2 separate regions of the Hordeum vulgare genome follow, and region 2 is linked to region 1. Evidence: chromatin contacts called from public Hi-C data. All regions are on one chromosome and are shown on one strand. The core of a region is the stretch at or near the end of the contact, and the rest is flanking DNA. Distances in the headings are between cores, read along the strand shown.

Evidence for each region. A called contact is a pair of places that touch in the nucleus more often than the background predicts.
Region 2: a contact with region 1 is called in a Hi-C map of seedling, with 5 times the contacts expected there. The contact joins two enhancer-like sites. A contact is called at or near these places in 2 of 6 Hi-C or Micro-C datasets (leaf and seedling).

Annotation. Positions count from the first base shown.
Region 1 is chr6H:454,112,066-454,118,990 of MorexV3_pseudomolecules_assembly, forward strand. No RefSeq gene overlaps it. Among protein-coding and RNA genes, the nearest start is that of LOC123405590, 9.2 kb to the left of the region's middle. Within about 2 kb of position 2,891, at least 3 of the 3 cell types and tissues checked have open chromatin away from gene starts, as enhancers often do. A contact at or near this core is called in leaf and seedling, where this site is marked.
Region 2 is chr6H:454,264,964-454,271,888 of MorexV3_pseudomolecules_assembly, forward strand. No RefSeq gene overlaps it. Among protein-coding and RNA genes, the nearest start is that of LOC123403830, 94 kb to the left of the region's middle. Within about 2 kb of position 4,023, at least 3 of the 3 cell types and tissues checked have open chromatin away from gene starts, as enhancers often do. A contact at or near this core is called in leaf and seedling, where this site is marked.

The DNA of each region.
Region 1 (6,925 bases), core at 1,641-4,140:
GATCGGAGGGCCACCAGTAGAATCGTGCAACATACTACAGATTGCATACTCTATTTTCAGCGCTGAAACCGACCATGAAAACTAACTAAAACCTGTAATGACGACGAGCGGGTTGGGGAGAAGGGTTGTAGCGATGGGGATCTGCGCCTTGTGAAATTGTGATGATTGCTGAGTTGCGGATGAACTACTTATCAGAGCAAAGTCCGTGCCTTTTTTTAAGCATCTCTAACACACGTCCAAGAAAAGCTTCACACATTAAAATTCATTTTTTTGGCGTCGAACAGCTTTAGCAGAGGTTGTAAAATACTGCACGGCTTAAAAAAAATTAGGCACGCAATAAAAAAAACGATATCGCATGTAACAAATATAAGGCATCGGCCCGTTTCATAATTTACATTGCATGATTTTTTGAACGCGCGTTTTTAAAAGTTTGTAAAAATAATATTGGTCACAACGCGTTAAAAATGCTACAATAACGTGCTATAATTTTTGTTACGCGCGAAATTTTTATGCGGTTGTGCGAGGCGTTCCACCGCGTTTTACAGGCCTTATCAGCTTTAGAACTATCGAGGCAGACCTGGTCGCAGAGACGGGACTGCTAACCATAGCTGCGCCCCATGAAATGTTCCGCATCCTTAGCCCAGGCGACTGCTTTCAGAAAATCGTATTTGCCGCTTTCGGCGGCGAATTGCCCAGGCTTCCCACAGGGGATACCAACCACGCTCATGCACCTGCCCACTTCAGAAGGTTTTGCTGGTTTTAGAAACCTTTTCAACCAGTTTTTTGGCTTTTGAGAAACTTCTAGAAGGTTTCCTGATATGATTTTTTTTTGCTTTTTTTTCTTTTCTGTTTCTATGTCAGAAAATGTTTTGGATTATAAAAGATTGTTCTTCAAATTTAAAAAGGTATCTTTTTTAGAAAAATGTTCTAAATTACAATTAGTTTTCATTTTTCAAAATCATTCATAACTTTAAAAAAAATCGAGATTTTCAAAAAATTATCAGTTTTTAAGAAAATGCTCGGTATTTTAAGAAAATGTCCGAAATATTAAAATTTTGTTTAATTTTTAAATTATGTTCACGTTCGAAAATTGTTTCGAATTTTTGACAAATGTTCTTTATCTTAGAAAATGTTCCAAATTTCAAAAAATGTCGTGTTTATACTTTTTTCTAAAATTCAGAAAATGTTCTAGATTTTCAAAAAATGTTCTTGATTATGAAAAAATGTTATTTAAATTCGAAAAATGACTTTTTTTCAAAAAAAATTTGTAAATTTCAAATAGTTGCCGTTTTTCATAAACAATCATAAGTTCAAAAAATGTTCGGGATTTTCGAAAAATGTTCTGTACTTTAAAAATTATTCCGTCTTTTCAAAAAAATTTCGGTATTTTCAGGAAAAATTAGAATATTGAAATTTTATTCAATTTTTAAACTAAGTTGGTGTTTGAATATTTTCACTAAATTCAGAAAAATGATCTTGATTTTAAAAAATGTTCCAAATTTAGAAAAATGTTCCAAATTTAGAAAAATATCATTTTCAAACATTGCTCATAAATTAATAAAATGTTCTGAATTTTCAGAAAATTTTCTTCAATTTCGAAATAAAAAATGCTTCAAGTTCGAAAAGAAAAGGAAAAAGGAAAGAACAACAGCATTTGAAATTTGTTCTTCAAATTTGAAATGTGTTCTTTCTTTAAATTCAATAAGAAAAAAGAAATAGAAAAGCAGAAAAGGAAAAAAAAGAAACAAAAAGGAAAATCGTTAGAATTTTTTGAGACAACAAAAATCTGGACCGGCTCAGTCGAGCGCCCCCCTGTGCGCGTGAAAAACATCCTGTCGCAGAATGCGATAGGTAGGAGCTCCCGCTGCTGCCGTCTATTCTACCGGTGTTCGGCCCAGTGAAATAAAACGGCGAACGCGAAGCCCCACTTCCGTCGACGTCGAGCTCACGCGCGCTGGCCCCGGTGGTCCACCCTCACTCCCACCAATCCAATGCGCAGCCGCGGCCGCAGACCGGACGTCGTGGGCACGAGGAGCTGTTGGCGGCTGTGCCTGTGCCTTTCCTGCGTCGAAAATAGCATCCCTGAACATGCACGCATACACACACTGCTCACTGCCGGATAAAACTGTTTGGTTTGGAGGCGTGACCATCGCAGCCCGTGTCAGCAAACTCGCTGACCTCTTCCAAATACTCCCTCCGTTCCTAAATATAAGTGAACTCATACTGTAACAAAACAAGTGAACTCATACGAAACAAAACAAGTGAACTCATACTCTAAAATATGTCTATATAAATCCGTATGTAGTTCATACTGTAATCCCTAAAAAGTTTTTATATTTAGGAACGGAGGGAGTACATTGCATACAATACAATACATACTCCAAGGGAAAACTACAATCTCATTTAGAGCATGGTTCATCTGGACACAACTGCTCACTGCTCACTGCTGGATAAAACTGTTTACTTAAAGAGTTTGGACACCCGACAAATGCCATTTTTTCATCCGGACTGCAGCGGCAGGAAGGATACTAACGGCTGACGTTTTGCTCCGTCGTGGATGGAAGAACAACTACCTCTGTGCTCTATGCGAGAGAAACCTTGAAACTACGGCGCACCTGTTTTTTGATTGTCCATGGGCAAACCAAGTTTGGGCCAAGGTCGCCTACCTGACCAACATGCCAACGCTTCAGCCTGAAACCAAAAAACCTGCATGAGACGACGCCGATGATTGTTGACAAGCCATCAACCTGCATGATGAGCGAGAGGGGCATGCAGTTACGTGTGACCGACGTAAGTGACACTGCGACAAAGCTGTCAAGGTCCAACTGCTTCTCCCGCCGCACTGTTACGTATGTCACGGGGGGGCACGGCCGGTGAAGGTGGAACCCAGCCCAGCCCACGCACCGTTGTTGATCCTATCTCGCCGAGAGTCGCCGGCTCCGGCCAGCGGCCGCGGCCGGGCCAGCTGCGCCCCGTGCTGCATGCGGTCGATGCATGCGTGGACCACGTAGCCACTCCATCGGTCGGAATTAAGCAAGCCACGATGCTTTGAGCTAGCATGAATGCATGATTAGCAGAAGCTCCTCACATCGCATGCAGCCACGAACAATGACGCACGAGCTGCTCCTATCGTGTCGTGCCGTGCGTGTTTGCATGTGCACCGTGTGACCATGGGACATGATCTGGATGCACGCGGACGCGGGCACGAACAGGCGGTGCTTTTGATAGGCAGATGTCCCTAGTCGCTCGTAATTAGACTGGTCGTAATGCAATATCATACATAGTATCATGTATATTAACTAGTTAGATACTGTGTATTACGAATATCATCTGCATGATACTAATACATGGTAGCTCCACATGATACTTCTAGTCGTTCGTTGACAGAGGGGATAATTCCGTAGAAACTAATGACAAAGAGCCATCGCATGCATTTCGACAACTGTTTGAACTAAGCGGTCAAAATTCACGCAAATACCATAGATTTTATCAAACTTTGGATAAAAAATAGTGCAAATCATTCATACAAAAAATGCAAATAAGTGTAGTACAACAATAGTTCAAATTCAATAAGATTAACCGATTTTTAACAAGCTTATCAAGAACGGATCATGTCGCCTCACACATAGTATCGCTTTCATTTTATCCAACAGTGCATTTGCATAATGGATGTTACTCTATCATATGATACATCATGACAACGTATGCGGGCAACACAATGTGCATAGCAACATTGAATTAATCAACGAATGAACCAACGAAATGAACAAGAAGAAGCAAAACTACTCTTCTACCGCGCGCAATGGCCACCTTGCCTCCAACATATCAATCATGCCACAAAACTTGATAATGGAGGTGCGGATGGCATTGATGGCGGAGGTCTGGATGGCATATAGTTGATACGACAACGACCTAACATTGCAATCATGGATGATGTGCATGTCCTAGGATGCAAAGTGCTTTCGTATGTAAAATGTTTCATGCATTTGCTGTGAGAAGGTCCCCCCCCTCCCATCTCGTCCTGCCTTTGAAATCCACGAATATAGTCAACCACGCATCGCACAACAACTCATCTTCCATGGCCGAGTACCCTGCCATCGTTCTTACTCTAAAAATACGACATGTCGGTCGAAAATAAGCTCAGTGGAAATTGACCGAACACCAACCAGGCATGGTGTCCACCATGGACGATGTCGACACGGGGCGGAGTGTGCCGATACGTCTCCAACGTATCGATAATTTATGAAGTATTTATGTCATATTTACCTAGTTTACAATACTTTTGTATGATTTTGATGCACTTTTATATCATTCAAATGCAACTAACCCGGACAACGATGTTTTCAGCAGAATTATCGTGGTGTTGTTTTTATTAAGAAAATGAAAGTTTCTGGAATTGAACGAAACTTTTTGGTGATTTTTTATGGATCAAAAGAGGCCCACGGGGCACCGAAGATTTGTTAGGGGGTGGCCGAGGAGGCCACAAGCCCAGGGGCGCGCCCTCCGAGTTTGTGACCCCCTCGGGCACCCCCTCCCCCCTGACGTGAAACTGACGCAAAAATTTCCTATAAATCCTCGAAACCCCACAAACAGAAAAGAACTTCCGCTCCGCCGCTGCAAGCCTCTATTCCGAAGCGAACTCATCCGGAGCCCTTTTCCGGCACCGTGTCGAAGGGGGAAATAATCATCGGAGGCAATCTTCATCATCCCGACGGTCTCCGGGACGAGCAGGGAGTAGTTCAGCCCCGGGGCTGAGGGTATATACCAATCGCTATGTGTTGTCTCTCTCTCTCTCTCTATCACACACACACACACACACACACACACACACACACACACTCATGTTCTTGAGTTGGCACGATTTTGATGTATCAGGAGCTTTGTTAATATAGTTGGATCGGATGACGTTCTTCCCTTACTATCTCATATAATGACACTCGTATCGTTAGGTGCTATACAAATGGTTTTTAACCCCTGTCCGCGACGTAGTTCCAAATCGTAGTCTTGCATGTGTGGGCAATAGGAGAGGCCCATTCCAGACGACACGAAAACATCGTTTGTGATGAGGCAAGCATGTGCTGACGATTCACCTAACGTAAGTGTATGCAAAGTCATAGCCTATCCCACACACCACACTTTGACGTTACGTTTGTGATCAATGATATGTCCGTTTTGCATCATGCTTTTATATCATTACTTATTGCATTATGGGCTGTTATTACACATTATGGTACAATACATATGCCTTTTCTCTCTTATTTTACAAGATTTACATTAAGAGGGAGAATGCCGACAACTGGAATTCTTGACTGGAAAAGGAGCAAATCTGAGAGATCTATTCTGCACAGCTCCAAAAGTCCTGAAAAGTTATGGAGAATTGTTTTGGAATAAATAAAAAATAATGGGTGAAAGAAGTACCGGAGAGGACCCACCAGGTGGCCACAAGACAGGCGACCTACCCCCCCCCCCCCCCCCCCCGTCGCTCCCTACAAGCTTGTGGGCCCCCTGGAAGGCCTCCAGTGCCCATCTTCTGCTATATGAAGGGTTTTGACCTGGAAAAATCATATCAGAGCTTTCGGGATGCAGCACCGCCGTCTCGAGGCAGAACTTCGATAGAACCATTCTAGATCTCGGGCGGAGCTATTTCGCCGGGGAAACTTCCCTCCCGGAAGGGGAAATCGAAGCCATCGTCATCACCAACAATCCACTCATCGAGAGGGGGTCAATCTCCATCGACATCTTCATCAGCACCATCTCCTCTCCAAACCCTAGTTCATCTCTTGTATCCGATCTTTGTCTCAAAACCTCAGATTGGTACCTGTGGGTTGCTAATAGTGCTGATTACTCCTTGTAATTGATGCTACCTGGTTTATTTGGTGGAAGATCATATGTTCAGATCCTTTATGATTATTAATACTCCTATGATCATGAATATGAATATGCTTTGTGAGTAGTTACGTTGTTCCTGAGGACATGGGATAAGTCTTGTTATAAGTAATCATGTGAATTTGGTATTTGTTCGATATTTTGATAAGTTATATGTTGTCTCTCCTCTAGTGGTGTCATGTGAATGTCGACTACATGACACATCACCATTATTTGGGCCTAGAGGAAGGGATTGGGAAGTAATAAGTAGATGATGGGTTGATAGAATGACAGAAGCTTAAACCCTAGTTTATGCGTTGCTTCGTAAGGGGCTGATTTGGATCCAAATGTTTAATGCGATGGTTAGATTTATCTTAATTCTTCTTTCATAGTTGCGGATGCTTGCGAGAGAGGTTAATCGTAAGTGGGAGGTTTGTCCAAGTAAGGGAAGCACCCAAGCACCGATCCACCCACATATCAAAATATCAAAGTAACGAACGCAAATCATATGAGCATGATGAGAACTAGCTTGACATAAATTCCCAGGTGTCCTCGGGAGCGCTTTTCTTTATATAAGACTTTGTCCAGGCTTGTCCTTTGCTACAAAAAGGATTGGGCCACCTTGCTGCACCTTAGTTACAATTGTTACTTGTTACCCGTTACAAATTACCATATCACAAAACTTTCTATCATCGATAATTTCAGTGCTTGCAGAGAGTACCTTACTGAAAACCGTTTGTCATTTCCTTCTGCTCCTCGTTGGGTTCAGCACTCTTACTTATTGAAAGGACTACGATAGATCCCCTACACTTGTGGGTCATCAAGACTCTTTTCTGGCGTCGTTGCCGGGGAGTGAAGCGCCTTTGGTAAGTGGAACTTGGTAAGGAAAATTTTATATAGTGTGCTGAAATTTACTGTCACCTGTCACTATGGAAAATAATCCTTTGAGGAGCTTGTTCGGGGTTAGTCCCATTCATTATGTCCCTAAAAAGGGAGGTATTATCGTTGTTCCTAATGATAAATGGGAATTAATCCCGCAAAGAATTGTTACAGGATATAG
Region 2 (6,925 bases), core at 2,773-5,272, 150 kb after region 1:
ACTAGTTCATGTGGATTAAGACCTAACCAAACAAGCCCTAATTTGTCCGACATTGCATGAAAATGTGTAGGGTAATGGAAACAATCTCCACGACTATGTGTCACGCGTACCTATTCATTTTAGGAATCGCCTACAACGGGAAGCTATCGGGTTGGCCCAACACAGTAGCCAAGTGTAAGTTTTATTTTGGGTTTTCACTAGTTTTCTTTGGTTTTTTTCCTAGTTTTTCTTCTTCTGTTGAACATATATCTATTTTGTCATAGACATCGTATATTTTTTGTATACATGAACATTTCATATAGAAATTTAATGTTATTTAAGTACATAATTACCATTTTCCACAAATATATATTTTCGTGCCTACTTTTTTTCCTGTACATGCTGTACACTTTATGTATACATTCAAAACATTTTCTCATATACATTTTACATTTTCTTAATACATTTAACATATTCTTGAATAGACATTGATTTATTTGCATCATAGTACAAAAAATACTTTTAAACTATGTAAACATTTTTATATATTGGGTAATATTTTATAAAAATATCACAAATACTTTGTATGGTAAGGAACTTTCAGGTGTAACCTTCATTTTTTAAAATGGTACGGAACTTTTTTTGAGTTATCAAATATTGTTCTATAGTATATATACCATTTTTTATAAATGTAATGCACATTTTTAAAACATGTGAACATTGTTTTAATGTCACATACATTTTTTGATGGTATAAACATTTTTCTAGAGGTTGAGGAAATATTATTTTTACAATATATTTACACTTTTAATGTGCGATGGGTACTTTAAAAAAGCTTAACTATATTTTTCATAATATATGTATTAGTATCTTTTTTTGGAAAAAGAAGAAGAATGAATAACATGTGACATTAGTGTGACACACATGACAAGGCCGCGTGGTTACTCGACCTGCCCGGTAATGGCTCCCTACAGATGACACTAGCATAGGAGTGGCTGTGTGCGGCACATAGCCATGCCCCGAAACAAACAAGTGTTCGCGTTCGAGACACAAGAGCTATTCCAATTCTAGCAAGTGGCATGGAAGTTTGTCCTAATAAATGCAAATTTACTGCAAGTATTTCTCTTCGAAGGAAATGGAAAAAAGAAATCCATGCAGATTCCATAACCATGGAAGTTTGAACTTTTTCGTAAAATCGATGAACTTTTTTCTCAAAATCGATGATTTTTTTGTCAAAATTGATATTTAAGAAAACGATGAACTTTTTTCAAAAACGATGAACTTCTTTTCAAAATCGACGAACATCTTTCAAAATTGATGTATTTTTTTTGAAAACTGATGAACTGTTTTCAATGTAGATGAACATTGCTCAAATCAATGAACTTTTTTGAAAATTGATGAATGTCTTTTAATTTCATATTTTTTTTCAATACATGAACTTTTTTGATTTGGTGAACTAATTTTTGAATATGCGAACTTTTTTTGCATGCTCTTCAACTTCATCTGTAATATGTGAACTTGTTTCCAAATAATTGGAGAGCATAAAATATAAATTCTACAGTGTAATGTGCAATAAATAGTGCGGCTATGTTTCTATTCTTTAGAACATTCGCGCTGTAAATATTCACTAGCAGTTAACATTCCAGTGGCTAGCCTCTCCGTGTGCAAGTGTGAGGGCGCGAGATCGATCGTGGGTCTGTCGGTCATTTTTCGCGTTGCGTGATCGTTGGTCGGCCCATTCAGCCACTGCTGCGGGCGCCAGTCCTTCAGTGGTGGTGCCAGTATCAGAAGTCTGTGATGTCATTTCAAATCTGTGATGTCAAATACATGTGTTTTTACTGAATTTATAAAAAAAATACATGATTTCTACTTGTGCACAAAGGATTTGCTAAAAACATGTGTGGTCATTTGACCACACTCCTCTCAACGTGGCTTCGCCACTGCAGTCCTCTAACCGGTGCAGAAGGCGTCGAGTAGGAGCTCCCTTGCCTGTTCACAACACAACTCACCCAAAAACCTTTAACAAGGTGATGCCCAAAGCGTTCTTCTAGCCCAACATATTTGCCGAAAGGGAAATCTGAAGTTTTAGAAGAACACAAAGCTGAGTAGCAGATTTAGACGGGTCCTATTTGACGCATATGTTGCCGTATACAGACTTAGCGCGGAATCCCCACCGCACGCAAGTCCTGTGTGGGGTCGCCCAGTCTGTTTTTTCTCCCAGATTTTTTCCTAGTTTCAAGCTGAACTGCACCTCGGCATGCAATTGAGGGTTTCGTCTTTTTTTGTCTCTCTTGCAAGCCCACTCTTGATGCGGAACTGTGTCCCGACAAATTTTGTCATAGTTACAACTTCATCCTCGACGTGCAACTGGGCCTGGTCCATTTTTGTCTTAATTGAAAGTTCATCCTCTGCAATCAAGTATGCACGATCCATTTTTGTCCCGGTTACAAGTTCATCCTAGATAGACAATTGCATGTCCATAACTAGACTGCAATAATATGTGACCCATTTTAACTTTCTTCTCTTTTTATTTTTCCTTTCTTTTTAACCTTTTCTTTTTTTCCATTTCATTATTCATTTCGCAAACACTTTTCAAATTCCTGAACAATTAAAAAAAATATGAATATTTTTTTAATTTCCGAAGATATTTTTAAACCCCTTAGTATATTTTGAAATCGTGAACAGTTCTCAAAATTGCGGATCTTGTTAACATGGTGATTTTTCCTGAACAACAAAGCAGATGCGTCTCGATCGAACCACCAAGCATCTCACAAAACCTCACAAGTCACAAGAACTCATTTTTCTTTTAACACACGACAGCCGCAGATGCTCATGCATACAGCATATATACACTCAAGAACTGGTGGGCTGCTACTGCTAGTACATTCATGCTTGGGCGCACACGCGCCGCACAGCGAATCGTTGGCACCGCTGGTGGCCACAAGTCGCCATGCATGAGGCGTTCCTTTCGGCCGATGAGCTTTCTCTCCCATCTCCCATCCTTTCTCCTTCTTGTTTTTGGTTCTCCGCATTCCGCAAGGGCAGTACCAACCAAATCGTGATCGTGGAACTCGCAGCGTAGTGGCTCGTCACTCTTCAGCCGGGGGGCCTCCGCACCTGCTCGTTCACTGGCGGATTCGGGATGGCACCAAGCGAGACCAGGCATACATGCATGTAACACGCAAACTTTTCTCGTGGTGATCTCGAGGCCTCTCGAAGTGGAAAAAGCCAGGGCCTATTACAGGGAGTGCAATAGATAGACTGGAATCGTTGCACCCTTTGTTCCTTTCGTCAGGTCTCATCGTGTTTCCTTGTCCCTGTCCTTGGAATGCGCTTGGATTGGAGAGAAGGGGGTGGAGCAGGCAGAGTGTTAGGCCAGACTTGTGTTACCTCATCTCATCTCCCTGATGCCACACGCTACAGCCCTCTGTACCGTGCCAAAATCAATCCGCAGCCGGTAGCCGTGAGCTAGGATGTGTTCTTGACGACTCCTTGTTCTTCGTTCTGCTTGTGGTGACGCGCCGCGTTGCGTTCATTGCGTATGATTGCGTGCGTGAAAGGGTTTATTCGCCGGCGTCAGTCGGATCCGTCAGCCAACGGAGATGAGATCAGGGATGATATCCGAATCGGATGTGGACGTCGCAAGAAGCTCGTCTAGTTCGGATTGGCCAAAGCCGATACACCCAGACCACGCTCCCAAAGCTAGCTGTTGTTGCACTTGCACTGATTGGGTGACGGCAACTTTTGCATGATTGTTCACCTGATCCTCTTGCTATAACAAAGATTATCTCCTTCACGTTGCGGTCACGCAAAGTGACGAGGAGCTCAGTCAGCAGTCAGCAGTCAGCATGCCGGCGTTTAGCTTGGAAAGCAGGCACGTCGTGCCGGGCCGCAAAATCGAACGTCTTGGCCCACCCTAGCTAGCCTCAAAATCGAACTCTCTCGGCTTAGCTGCTAGGTCAGTTAGGCGACGCATGCTGCATGGGAGAATAATCGGCGATGGGGATACCGCATCGATCGCACGATTGACCGATGGCTACGTGGGCGCGCAGGCCAATGGCGACGATCGCTGTCACCACGACACGGACGGGGCCGGAGAAGAGACGATCAACACCAAGGACAGTGAAAATGATGGCACTTTGGCAAGATCAAGCAACCTCTCAACTAACTTGTCCCGGAGCAGGTAGGAGTATATAGTCTGGGAGCTCTATTCTGGGGCCTCTTGCCAATCAGTACTAGTAGCAGAGAACAAGCAGGAAGGTGTGTCAAAATGTCATTCGACCCAACTTGCTGTATTTCTTTGGAATACTTTCGTATCATAAGGGGAGGAAATATTGTTAGAGTTGTGTCGAATATTGATGTACGAGTTGGGTTACATATGAACTTTGTGTTGTAGTGTGGGTAGGATACATGTAGTGTCGTAGTCGGACACGTCGTACCCTTGGCCTCTTATATATGAGGAGGCACCCCACGTTGTAACCTATGACGACTAGATAGCGACAGGCTCGCAAGGGGAAGCCGGCGGCTTGTGCCGGCGCCCGGGTGGTCGGTGTTGCGGTATCTCGAGGAGGAGCGCCCGTAGTCATTGCCCCGGGGAGTAGGTGAGTTCGCCGAACCTCGTTAACAAATCTCGGTGTCGTCATCGTGTTGTGATTGCTTGTTCCTCAGTGGATCGACCGCGTACCTCGGATTTATTCTAACAAGTGGTATCAGAGCCCAGGTGCCCGGAATGAATCTCGGTGGAGTCACGGGTCGTCGGTCATGGTAGGTGGGCTGGAACGCTGGTGTTAGCGGGCCCAGGGATGACCGATGTGTGAGGGAAAGATTGTTGGGTTTAGTCCCACATCGGTTGTGGGAGGAGACATAACACGACTTATAAGGGTGAGGGTGTCCCCTCCTAACAGGCTAGTCTTTTCGATCCACATGCGTCAACAGGTCCAACCGGAGAGCAACACCGACTTATGACAGGCCTTGGGCCCTCTCCCCCCAAAAGACTACCCTGTTAGGAGGAGACGCCCTCACCCTTATAAGTCGTGTTATGTCTCCTCCCACAACCGATGTGGGACGAAATCCAATAATCTCCCTCTCACACATCGATCACCATGGGCCCGCTAATACCAGCGTCCAGATTTGTGCTTACGAGTAGATCACGCGGAAGGCCAATTTATTTTTGGTGGATTTCTACTAGTGCACAGAGGCGAGACCACGTGGGTTTTGCTCGTGTACTTCGGCATCGCGGGGATAACTCGGGTATTTTTTCACACAGTCAGCCATACAAAGAACCATGGCGCCAATGGGTACTAGGTTTGAGGTGAAGAAGTTCGACGGGACTGGAAGCTTTGGGTTATGGCAGACAAGGGTGAAAGATTTGTTGGCACAAGAGGGATGCTTGAAGGCATTGTTGCAGGAAGCCAAGCCAGCTAAGATGAAGGCTGAGGACTGGAAGGAGTTACAGTTGAGGATAGCCGGAACTATACGGTTGTGTCTGTCGGACCAGGTTATTTATCATGTGATGGATGAGAATTCGTCAAAGAAGATCTGGGAGAAGCTGGAGAGTCAATTTATGTCCAAGATTGCGACGACAAAGGTGTATCTGAAGCAAAAGTTGTATGGGATGAAGATGCAAGAGGGGTCGGATCTTGTGGAGTATATGAACGCCTTTAATCAAGTTGTGAAGGATCTAGCACGCTTGGGTGCGACGATTGACGACGAGGATAGGGCAATTCTGCTTCTTTGTTCATTGCCATCGTCCTATGACCATTTGATCACTACTTTGACGCACGGCAAGGAGACCGTCAAGAATGAGGATATTACTGCGGCCTTGCTATCTTATCATATGAGAAAGAAGAATGCGGTGGAAGTATCTCATGGTGAAGGTTTGCTAGTCAAGGGTGAAGATTGGCGGAAGGGATATGAGGCAGGGAAGAACAAGAAAAAAGAAAAAGAAAATACAGTGTCACAAGTGTAAGCAGAGGGGACATATTAACAAGGACTGTCGAGAGCTCAATGGTGGGTCAAGTGCTAATATGACAATTCATGGTAATGACTCAGATAAGAGTAGTGATGCCCTCGTAGTATCAGACAGGCGGTCAACCAAAAGTGAAGCGTGGATGTTGGATTCAGCTTGCTCTTTTCATGCGACACCCAACAAGGAGTGGTTCTCTTCGTACAAGTCTGGTGATTTTGGTTTAGCCTATATGGGCGATGACACTGGTTATCGTGTTGCTGGAGTAGGTGACATTAAAATCAAGATGTTTGACGGGGTTGAGCGAATGCTTCGGGGAGTCAGGCATGTGCCGGGGCTAAGGAGGAATCTAATTTCGCTTGGAGTTCTTCATGATGATGGTATGGTATTCCGTTGTGATCGGGATAAGAAGACCATGAAAATCATGGAAGATGAGGGTGGAAGATGAGGTGACCGTGATGATTTGAGCGAGGACGGCGTCGCATCTTTACAAGTTGCAAGGAAGCACTATTGCAGGTGGAGTCAAGGAGACTGGAGTTGCAGGAGTAGCAGCAGGTTCCCACGGAGGCGGTGGGTCTGGGGCAGACTCGTCGGGTAGCTCTCGGTAAGCTACGAAGAAGACAACACAAGTCCGAAGTACATGGAAGTTTGATGCACGGACAAATTCAAAGTGGTGGAAAATATTCGCCAAGGTGGAGTTTGTTAGAGTTGTGTCGAATATTGATGTACGAGTTGGGTTACATATGGACTTGGTGTTGTAGTGTGGGTAGGATACATGTAGTGTCGTAGTCAGACACGTCGTACCCTTGGGCTCTTATATATGAGGAGGCACCCCACGTTGTAACCTATGACGACTAGATAGCGACAGGCTCGCAAGGGGGAGCCGGCGGCTTGTGCCGGCGCCCGGTGGCCGGTGTTGCGGTATCTCGGGGAGGAGCGCCCGTAGTCATTGTCCTGGGGAGTAGGCGAGTTCATCGAACC